Regions from separate parts of the Callithrix jacchus genome. Here region 1 is linked to region 2. Evidence: chromatin contacts called from public Hi-C data. All regions are on one chromosome and are shown on one strand. The core of a region is the stretch at or near the end of the contact, and the rest is flanking DNA. Distances in the headings are between cores, read along the strand shown. Region 1 holds the start of MRGBP (MRG domain binding protein). Region 2 has its middle 28 kb from the start of GATA5.

The links. A called contact is a pair of places that touch in the nucleus more often than the background predicts.
Region 1: a Hi-C map of skeletal muscle shows a contact between it and region 2, with 5 times the contacts expected there. The contact joins the promoter of MRGBP here to the enhancer-like site in region 2. A contact is called at or near these places in 2 of 3 Hi-C or Micro-C datasets (both in skeletal muscle).

The regions. Positions count from the first base shown.
Region 1 is chr5:58,326,952-58,331,258 of calJac240_pri, reverse strand. It overlaps MRGBP (MRG domain binding protein), which reads right to left and starts at 1,515. Exons shown (of 5, transcript XM_035299155.3): 1 at 1,325-1,515; 2 at 886-1,007. The coding sequence starts at 1,472.
Region 2 is chr5:58,056,294-58,061,038 of calJac240_pri, reverse strand. No RefSeq gene overlaps it. Among named protein-coding and RNA genes, the nearest start is that of GATA5, 28 kb to the right of the region's middle. Within about 2 kb of position 2,813, at least 1 of the 16 cell types and tissues checked has an H3K27ac peak or open chromatin away from gene starts, as enhancers often do. A contact at or near this core is called in skeletal muscle, where this site is marked.

The DNA.
Region 1 (4,307 bases), core at 266-2,765, 270 kb before region 2:
GGACCTTGTGAGGTTAGTGGTCAGCTGCGCCTGGGCCACTAGGCACTGGTCACCCAATGCTGTACCAGCTCAGAACATCCTCAATGCAGGACGTGGCAGCCACAGGGGTGTGAGCTCCCAGGGCCCTTCCAGGGCTGGGTGTACTTCCTCTCCTTACACAGCCCTCTGCACAGCTGGCATCTCTGTCCGCTTTCTACAGCTATGACAAGGAAACCCACTTCACTCGTCCAGTGGCAACCATTCCCTGCCTCGGCAGTGCCCACATCTTACTGGGAGGGCAGGCGTGGCCCTAAGTCCATCAGGGCAGGCACAGACTCTCTTTCCACCAGCAGAGGTCCCCCTCCTCCTGGTGACCTGCCCCGACCCCCACCCCACTCTCCAGCCGCACCCCCTACCTCTTCTGGCCACCCTGCTTCCTAGTTCACCTGCTAGCCCGTCACACGCCAGCTCCGAGCTCTGTGAGGATTGGAACACCACTTGTCTAACTCCCACAGAAGCCACCAAATTCGCCTTGGTGTGACTCGGATAGGGTCATCGTCTGCCTAAAGCACTTCTGGGGCCTCCCAGGAGACTGGCAATGGCCAAGGGCCCCAGCCTCTGCATCCCTCCCTCCCTCCCTCCCGAGTCTCAGCTGCCCAGTCATCTCCCGGGAGGCTCTGGTCCAGCACCCAGTCAAATGCAGGCCGCCTGAAAAGCTGACCAGCCGCTCGCACTGGTTTGTGCTTCCCATGACAATCTCTCGAGCCACCGCAAGTAGCCCGCAGCTCCGTCCAGCAGACCCCAGCAGGCATGGAGGGGCCTCTGCCCAGCTCAGGCTGACCCTCAGAGAGCGGCGTGCGGGTTCGCGCCCCCACCCGGCGGCACAGGGAGGGCGGTCGGGCTCACCAGCGCCTGCATGTCGTACATGGTGCTCAGGTGGTCCCAGATGACCTTGGATGGGACCTGCCGTCCTATGTTCTGGCTGAACTTGTCCCGGATACAAATCATGTGGAAGTGTCGGTTCACACCTGCGGCAGGAGGGGCGGCGGGGCAACCGGTGAGCCGGGAGGACGGGACGGAGGCGACGGGCGGCCCCGGGGAACGGAGGGGCAAGGGTGGCTGCGGAGGGAGGCGGCGGGGCCGGGGAAGCGGAGGGGCTGCTGGGGGCAGGGCTGAGTGCTGCGTGGGAGGGGCGGGGGCCCCGGGCGGGGCCCACGGGAGGGGGCGGGGTCCCGGGCGGGGTGTGGCGGGGAGCGTGGGGCGCGGGTGTCGCGAGCGCTGGCCCTGCCCCGCCCCGCCGGTTGCCCGCCCCGCCCCCACGCGCGTCCGCGGCCTGGGCGCTCACCGACGGGCTTGTGGCCCAGCATGGCGTGGAAAAGGCACACCTCCACCTCGGGGCTCCACACCACCGTCTCCTCCGCCGGGCTGGTGGCCGCCTCCCCCGGGCCCTTATCGCCCGCGGAGCCCCCGCCGCCCACCTCGGCCTCTCCCATGGCCGCGGCGCGGCCGAGCGAGAAGCCCCCAGCGGGAGCAGGCGCGGCCACGGGCTCCGCGCAGGCGCACTGGGCGGCGTGCGCGCGCTCCGCCGGGCACGCGCTAGGACTCACGCGCCAGGGTCCGCGCAGGCGCAGCGGAGGGCGGGGACGTTTCCCGCCCGGACCCGGCCCTGCTCCGCCCCGCGCCGGGGTGCTTCAAACGTGTTTCTCTTAGAAACGCGGCAGAAAGAACACTGCATCCAAAGAAAAAGTCTGCGCTACAAAGAAAACCGTCACAAAAGTGAAAAGACGACCCACAGACTGGGAGAAAATATTTGCAAATCCCGTATTAATAAGGAACTTCCTGGCAGAAGGTATAAATAATTCTTATAACTCAGTTATATAAAGAGTCTAACTATAAAACGGCAACGGATTTGGATACACATTTTTCCAAAGAAGATATACAGATGGGCTGGGCGCGGTGGCTCACGGCTGTCATCCCAGCACTTTGGGAGGCCGAGGCGGGCGGATCACCTGAGGTCTGGAGTTCCAGACCAGCCTGACCAACATGGTGAAAGCCCGTCTCTACTAAAAATACAAAATTAGCCAGGCGTAGTGGCGCGGCCACTTGTGATCCCAGCTACTCCGGGAGCTGAGGTAGGAGAATCCCTTGAACCCAGGAGGCGGAGGTTGCAGTGAGCCGAGATCGCGCCACTGCACTCCATCCTGGGCAACAAGGGCGAAATTCCATCTCAAAAAAAAATCTAGTCTGGCTGTTCCTCAGACGATGGAACCGTCTCCCTAGGAGGCGGCAGCTCCCAGGCGGGCGCCAGCGGCGGTGGAAGAACGCGCAGGTCCAGGCCGGGACCCGCCCCCAGCGCCCCCAGGGTGTAGCTCCTGCAGCCGCCAGGCGAGCGTCGCCCCCAAGCCCGGGGCGGAACCCGCAAGGGGCGCACGGAGCGCGGACACCCGCATTGCGCAGCCGCGTGCAGCGGGAAGGGAGAGAGCAGCGTGGGTGCGGCTGAAACGCTAAGTCAGAGAACTCAGACACCGAAATACACGGCGAGGGAATCCATTCACAGGAAGAGCCAGAACGCCCACGCGCGGTTGCCAGTGACCGGGGAGGAGGGAAACGCGAGGCAGTGCGATGGGCACCGGCTTCGTTTTTGTTTGCTTTTGAAACCGAATCTCGCTCTGTCGCCCAAGCTGGGTGCAGCGGCGCGATCTCGGCTCACTGCAACCTCCGCCTCCTGGGTTCAAGCGATCCTTCTGCCTCAGACTCCCGAGTAGCCGGATTACAGGCGTGCGCCACCCCCGGCTAATTTTTGTATTTTTAGTAGAGACGGGGGTTTCACCGTGTTGGCCAGGCTGGTCTCGAACTCCTAGACCCGAGGTGACCCGCCCGCCTCGGCCTCCCGAAGTGCTGGGGTGACGGGTGGGAGCCACCGCTCCCGGCCGGGCCCAGCTTCTTTTTAAGGAGGTGAAATGCTCCGGAATTTGATAGTGACCACGGTTTCACTCAGCAAAACCCCGCGAATCGTGCGCTTTAAATGGGTGAAGTGTGTGGTACGTGTTAGATCTCAATGAAGCTGCTAAGAAAAAAACAGACCAGAAACCCCACAGTTCCTGCGGAGTGGGGCTCAACGCCCAGGTCTGCTCGCGGGTCGGAGCGCCTCCTGGGAGCAGGGGAAGGGGGTCCGGCCCCCGCAGGCTTTGACCGCCTGCCTCCAACTTCTGGCTGAGCAGCCAGAGCTCCAGGGAATCGTTAACCGCAGGTAGCCTTGGAAGGCCCACCGCAGGGCGTGGTCGGGCGGGGGGAGGGGCGTGGTCGGGGCGGGGCGTAGGCTCGGGCTACGCGGAGCGGCGCTGGGGAGGGCGGGTCAGGGGCGAGGCCGCCAGTCAAAACGCGTTTATGAGGAGCTTAAGGCTGCATCCAATCAAGTCCGCCATGGCCGCCGGCTCCGCCCTCCCCGCCTCCGCCCCTTTCCCTGTCGGCCACGCCCACCACGGGGCCCCTAGCCAGGGACCCCGCTGCTTAGATATTTTCGCCTCTGCGGGTGTAGGCTCGGCATCGGGCTCTGGGTTCCTTTCCTGGCTTGCCTCCTCCCAGCTGTGTGACCTGGCGAGGCTCTGAGCCTCTTTAGGGTTCCGTGCCCTCCGAGCAATGCGCCAACAGCCCCTTCCCTGGAGGTCTTGGTGAGGGTTGGGTGCTCTGCAGGGTGCCCTGGGCCTGGGCCAGGGCCTGTGCCAGCGCGTTCTGGCGTCCTCCTGACCAACCAGAGCTGGTACTGGTGAGCGCAGCCCCTTAGCCCGTGCAGGCTCTGGTCAGCCTTACCTGCTTGCTTGGCTGTCTGGGACCTGGGCCTCAGCTTCCCCATCTGTTCAGGGGGCCGCTGGTGATACCGGTGCCAGCCATGACCTGGTGGAGATATGGCCCAGTGAGACTTCAAAAGGGCCTAAGCCACTGCTGTCACGTGGGACATCCTCTTCCCTGGAGGAATGAAAGCAGCCCACAGCCACTTAGCACAGAAATGCTCTGGAGATGGGGACCTCATCATTACTCATCTCCTGTTCCCTGGACACCTTGGGGTCCCTGTGCATCCCCTAGGTAAGGGTGCACAACTGATTTCACCACGCCTGCCTTGATGGACAGATTCCATCACGTGTTTCTGCTGTGAGAGTACCTGCCAGGTACTCTCCTCCCTCTGTCTGGGGAGCCTCCTCCCTCGGGGGTCCCCTTCGCCTGTGCCTGTTGAGAAAAGATGGCATAAAAGGGTGAGACAGGGCCCGGACCAGGAGACCCAGGGGTGCTGAGCCTCAGATTGGACCGAGTCCACATGGAGATGTACACTC
Region 2 (4,745 bases), core at 1,564-4,063:
GGAGCAGTGGTGGGACTCTAGATGTGCTGGCACAGGACACAGGCAGACGGCTCTTGACTCTCAGCTCGGGCGAGCTTTGCCTATGCCCTGTACCCTGCCACCCTGGGCTGGTCGGCGCCACCCCTCACCTCTGTCTTGGATCAGCTCTGGACAGTCATGCTGGGAGGAACCCACTTTGAGAAGCCCACGGTGCTTTCTCCGCACCTCAGCTCTGCATGAGCTCGCCGCCTCAACCCCCACCCTGCGCCCTGCCTTGGGGCTACCGGCTAGTCTGGCTGGGTCCCTCCACATCCTGAGCGTAGTGGACTCCAGGTACTTGGTTGGACTGAGGCCCTCAGCTCCACGGGGGTTTGCCCCAAGGGGCAGGGGCAGGAAGGGTCCTGCCAGATGACAGCTGGATGACATGCCCACACCCATCATACCAGCCACCTGTCATGAAGTCCAGTGGGTGCTACCCCAGGCCAGCAGGTACACACGGAGCCCTCTCCCCTGCTGGGGCCTGTTCCTCCCCCACCTGCAGGTCCAACCCCACCACCCCCTCTGCTGGGGCGGCCCTGCTCCAGGGGGGTGCCCCTGCCTTCAGGAGCAGATGCTGGCCCTTGACTCCCTCCTCCCCTACTGGGCACTCTAGGCAGGGCCAGCACACGGCCGGACTGGCTCCTCCAGCGTATTCCAGCCACTGGCCCTGTGGCAGGGAGAGGCGGCTGGAAAGTGCCCCCACCCCACTGGGCTCCGCCAGGGCCCCTGGGGCAGGGAGCAGCTCTGTGACAAGCACCCTGGACAACTCCAGGAACCATCACACCTCCACTGTGGGACAGTGCAGGAACACACTGGCGGCATGGGAGGACAGGCGGCACTGGGTCCGACCCTCCTGCAAAGCAGTTGTCCCACAGCTCTCGCCCCAGTTCTGAGCTAATTGAAGGCAGGGACAAGGCTAGGAACCCGAAGGCATCTCAGGCAGAGGTGGGGCTGAGCGTCCCCACCGTTCATCACAGGGACAGTGGCCAGGGCCACCACCCAAGGACTGGCCCTGCCAGGATGTGTTCCCAGCCTGTCGCCAGAAACCCCACACTCAGGTAGGGCCCTGCTCAGCAGCCCCCATGCCCCACAGCCTGAAAACAAGGCGACGGTCCTGGAAGCCCCCCACCCCTCCTCAATACTGTTCCCTGGTTGTATGTGGCATGGCCCCAGAGGCCAGCTGGTCCCATTGTGCAAGAGGTAGATGCCACAGCTCCTAGGTGTCCCCATCCCCGGGTGGCGTTGCAGCTCCAGCTCTCAGCAGAAGTTCTGCCCCTCTCCTTCCTACTGAGGTTGCCTGGGGAGGCCGTGGTGGGGGAGGACGTGATGGGACTGTGCCCACAGACCTGTGGGCCAAAGAGGTGAAGGGGCAAACAACTGGGGCCAGCCCTGCCACTGGGATCTCCCTGGCCCAGGGGCTCATTCAGCCGGGAGCAAAGGCCCAGCCCTTGGTCCAACCCAAGGGAGGAGGGAGCAGCTGGCTCCTTGGACTTTTAAAATCAAAATGTGTCAACAGCGATTGCTTTGTCATAACAAACACGCCGCACTAACGAAAGACGTTAGTTAAAAGGACGACCTGCCAGTCGCATCTTCTCAAAGGCTTTGTGTAATGTGCACAGGGTTTTAAAATTATTTTAATTACTTGCCAACTTTAAAATCGGGAGACTGGGCATACAGACCTGGAAGATTGAAGGACCAGCCACAGGGGGCCAGGACGAGGGTCTGTTGCTCTGGGGGGGTCCACTTTTCCAGGAACACCTGCCTGCCCAGCGGAGTCCCCACTGCCACCATCCCTGCCCTCCGACACTCCTGGCCAGTCACCCTCTGGGACGTGCAGGCCCATCCTGGGTTGGTGGCCTCTGCACTAACCCAGCTCTCACTGAGCAGATGGGGAAACTGAGGCCTGGGGAGGGATGGGGGCTCCCTGAAGTCACCCAGCAGGCAGGTCAGGAGGGGTGTGGGACAGAGGACAGAGGGAAGGAGCATGAGGGCACCCAGGGCCCCCACCCCTGGCCATCTCGAAGGGCACTGGGTGCCCCGACCCACCTCCACCTCAGGAGGGAATCTGCTGGGGAAGCCTCAGAGACTTGGGGGGTGGCGGGGGGCTGTTCTGGAAGCCCCAATCCGCAGCCAGGACCACTCTTCTGCCGACTTTTAAAAATCACCGTGGATACATTTTTAGAGGAACTACATTTACTTTTTTAAAAGGAAAAAAAAAAACTATGGATAGGGCAGGAGGAAGGACCATGGAATGGCCCTAATTTATTCCCTAGTGGTGCATTTTCTGTAGCATTTCAAGTCTACGTGCAATCCTGGCAGGTCCCACCTGTTCCTCAGCCCCAGTGGCTCCCAGGTGTCTGCTCCTCCTTGCTGAACCACAGGGTCTGAGCCTGGGTGGGTGCAAGGCCCAGTGGCCTCTGGGGCCCCAGAGCACGTCTGCTGGAGCCCAGCTCTATACCTGGGCAGTGGGGGAGGCCGGCCAGGCAGACAACACCACACGCTGGGAGGCTCCTGGGGTTGGGGAGTGGTCTCCTGCACAGGACCCAGGGCCACCTTGGAGCCCTGGTCCCCTCGTTCAGCACTTTCTGGAGAATCTTTGAGACCCTTGGAATCAGCCTGAAGACAGAGTGTCCCTGACGAGACCTGACCTGAGGGCAAACCAGCAGGACACGGGCACATTTCTAGGAGTTGTCAGAGTCACCCTGGGCCAGGGTCTCCCTGCCCGAAGCCCCCCCGGGCAGTTCAAGGTGGAGGGGCAAGCAGGAGCTGGCACTCAGCCTCATGTCGGCCAGCCAGGCTCTCTGACCCACGTCTGCCCTTGAGATAAGCCAAACCTCACGTCCAGGGCATGTGGCAGGGACACAGGGGCCAGTCCATAGCTGTTCCGCCCAAGAGTGTGAGTAGCAGCGCTGCTCGCAGCAAGTCCACTGTCCTGGGGGCGGCAGAGGGAGAAGCACGGCCATGGAGGTGACCCTCGGACGGCAGCTCCTTCCCCTCAGAGAGTGCTGATGACAGGAATCGTGGCCGTCTGTGTGGAGCCGCAGACTCGAACGTGGCCAGGTTTGGCCTGGGAATTGCTGTGTCAAGAGGTTCTCGTGCAGCCTGGCAGGGCCCCTACAGAGCTGCAGCCAGCACAGCGTGCTCTGTGGCCGAGCGTCCCGGGGCTCAGCAGGGGCCAGAGCTCACCCTGTGCTCTGGGGGCCCCATACACTCCTTGAAGAGGAGCAGGAGGCACTCAGAAGTCCCCACTGTCAGGGAGTTCCAGGAACCCCCTGCCTGAGAGTGGCCTTTCTGCTGTTACTTGCCTACTTCAACGGAGCAGGGGCCCGCTCCCTCCCTGGCATGCAGTCAACCTTCTGCCATCTCCAGCAGGCTCCTCTGGGGCACTGAGCAGACCTGTGATGTCCCTCACACAAGAAGCCTGCTGAGCTTGAAATCTCAAGTACCTGCTTCAAATCCCTGGGCACTTGCTGTGGTCCATGAGCCCTGGAGGCAGTCCCAGCTTCCCCAGCTTTGGGGCACTGGGCCAATGCCATGACCCCACTGGACTGTGAGCCCACAAGGGTGGGAATTGTCTCCTCAGCCTTTGGCCAGTGACTGACCATGGTAGGTGCACCTGTGCTGGCTCAGAGCAGAGCAACCACCAAGTCCCATCCAAGATGGGGCCAGCCTCAAGCCCAAGATCCCTCACGGCCCTTGGACGGTGATGGTGGAGGATGCAGATAGGAGGGACAGAAGCCCCCACCTGGCACCAAGGAGCAATAAATGGCAGTGACTGCTCCATGAGAAAGCCCCCAGAGCAGTCACTTGAGCCATCATCCAGCAGGTGAATTGAAATTATAGGAGGGTGTCTCACGGAATTCAAATATATCTCAGGAAGGTGGAGAATGGGAGGTCTACTCTAAAGGTACAGGCAGGAGTTTTCAGAGAGAGCCAGGAGTTTTCAGAGAGAACCAGAAACTAAAGGGTAAAAAAGAGGGTTTTTCTAGAATTAATCCCCAGGCTCTGTTCTGACCTTCTGCTGTTCAACAGCCAAAAGGCCAGAACCAGTAGGGACAGAAAAGAGGACACTTTCAGACAGCACTTTCCCATGGTGGGGTGGGTGCTAAGATAATCACAGTGATGGTGACAGTGATGGTGATGGTGATGGTGATGGTGATGGTGATGGTGACGGTGATGGTGATGACTGAAAATGGTGGTAATGAAGATGATGATGATGATGATGATGGTGATGATAGTGAAAATGGTGATGGTGATGATAGTGATGGTGATGATAGTGAAAATGGTGATGGTGATGATAGTGGTGATGATGGTGACAGTGGTGATGATGGGAATGATGGTCGGGTGGTGATGACAGTAATGGTGATGATGATAGTGGTGGTGATGGTAATGGTGATGATGGTGGTAGTGATAGGGATGATGGCAATGATGGTAGTGATGGTAGTGATGGTGGTGATAGTGATGATGTGATAATGATGATGGTAATGGTGGTAATGATGGTGATGGAGATGATAGTGATGATGGTGGTGATAGTGATGACGGTGGTGTTAATGGTGATGATGAGGATGATGGGGATTATGGTGGTTAATGTGATGATAAATATGGTGGTGGTGGTGGTGATGACAGTGATGGTGATGATGATAGTGGTGGTGATGGTAATGGTGATGATGGTAGTGGTGATAGGGATGATGGTAATGATGATGGTGGTGATGGTGATGGGGTAGTGA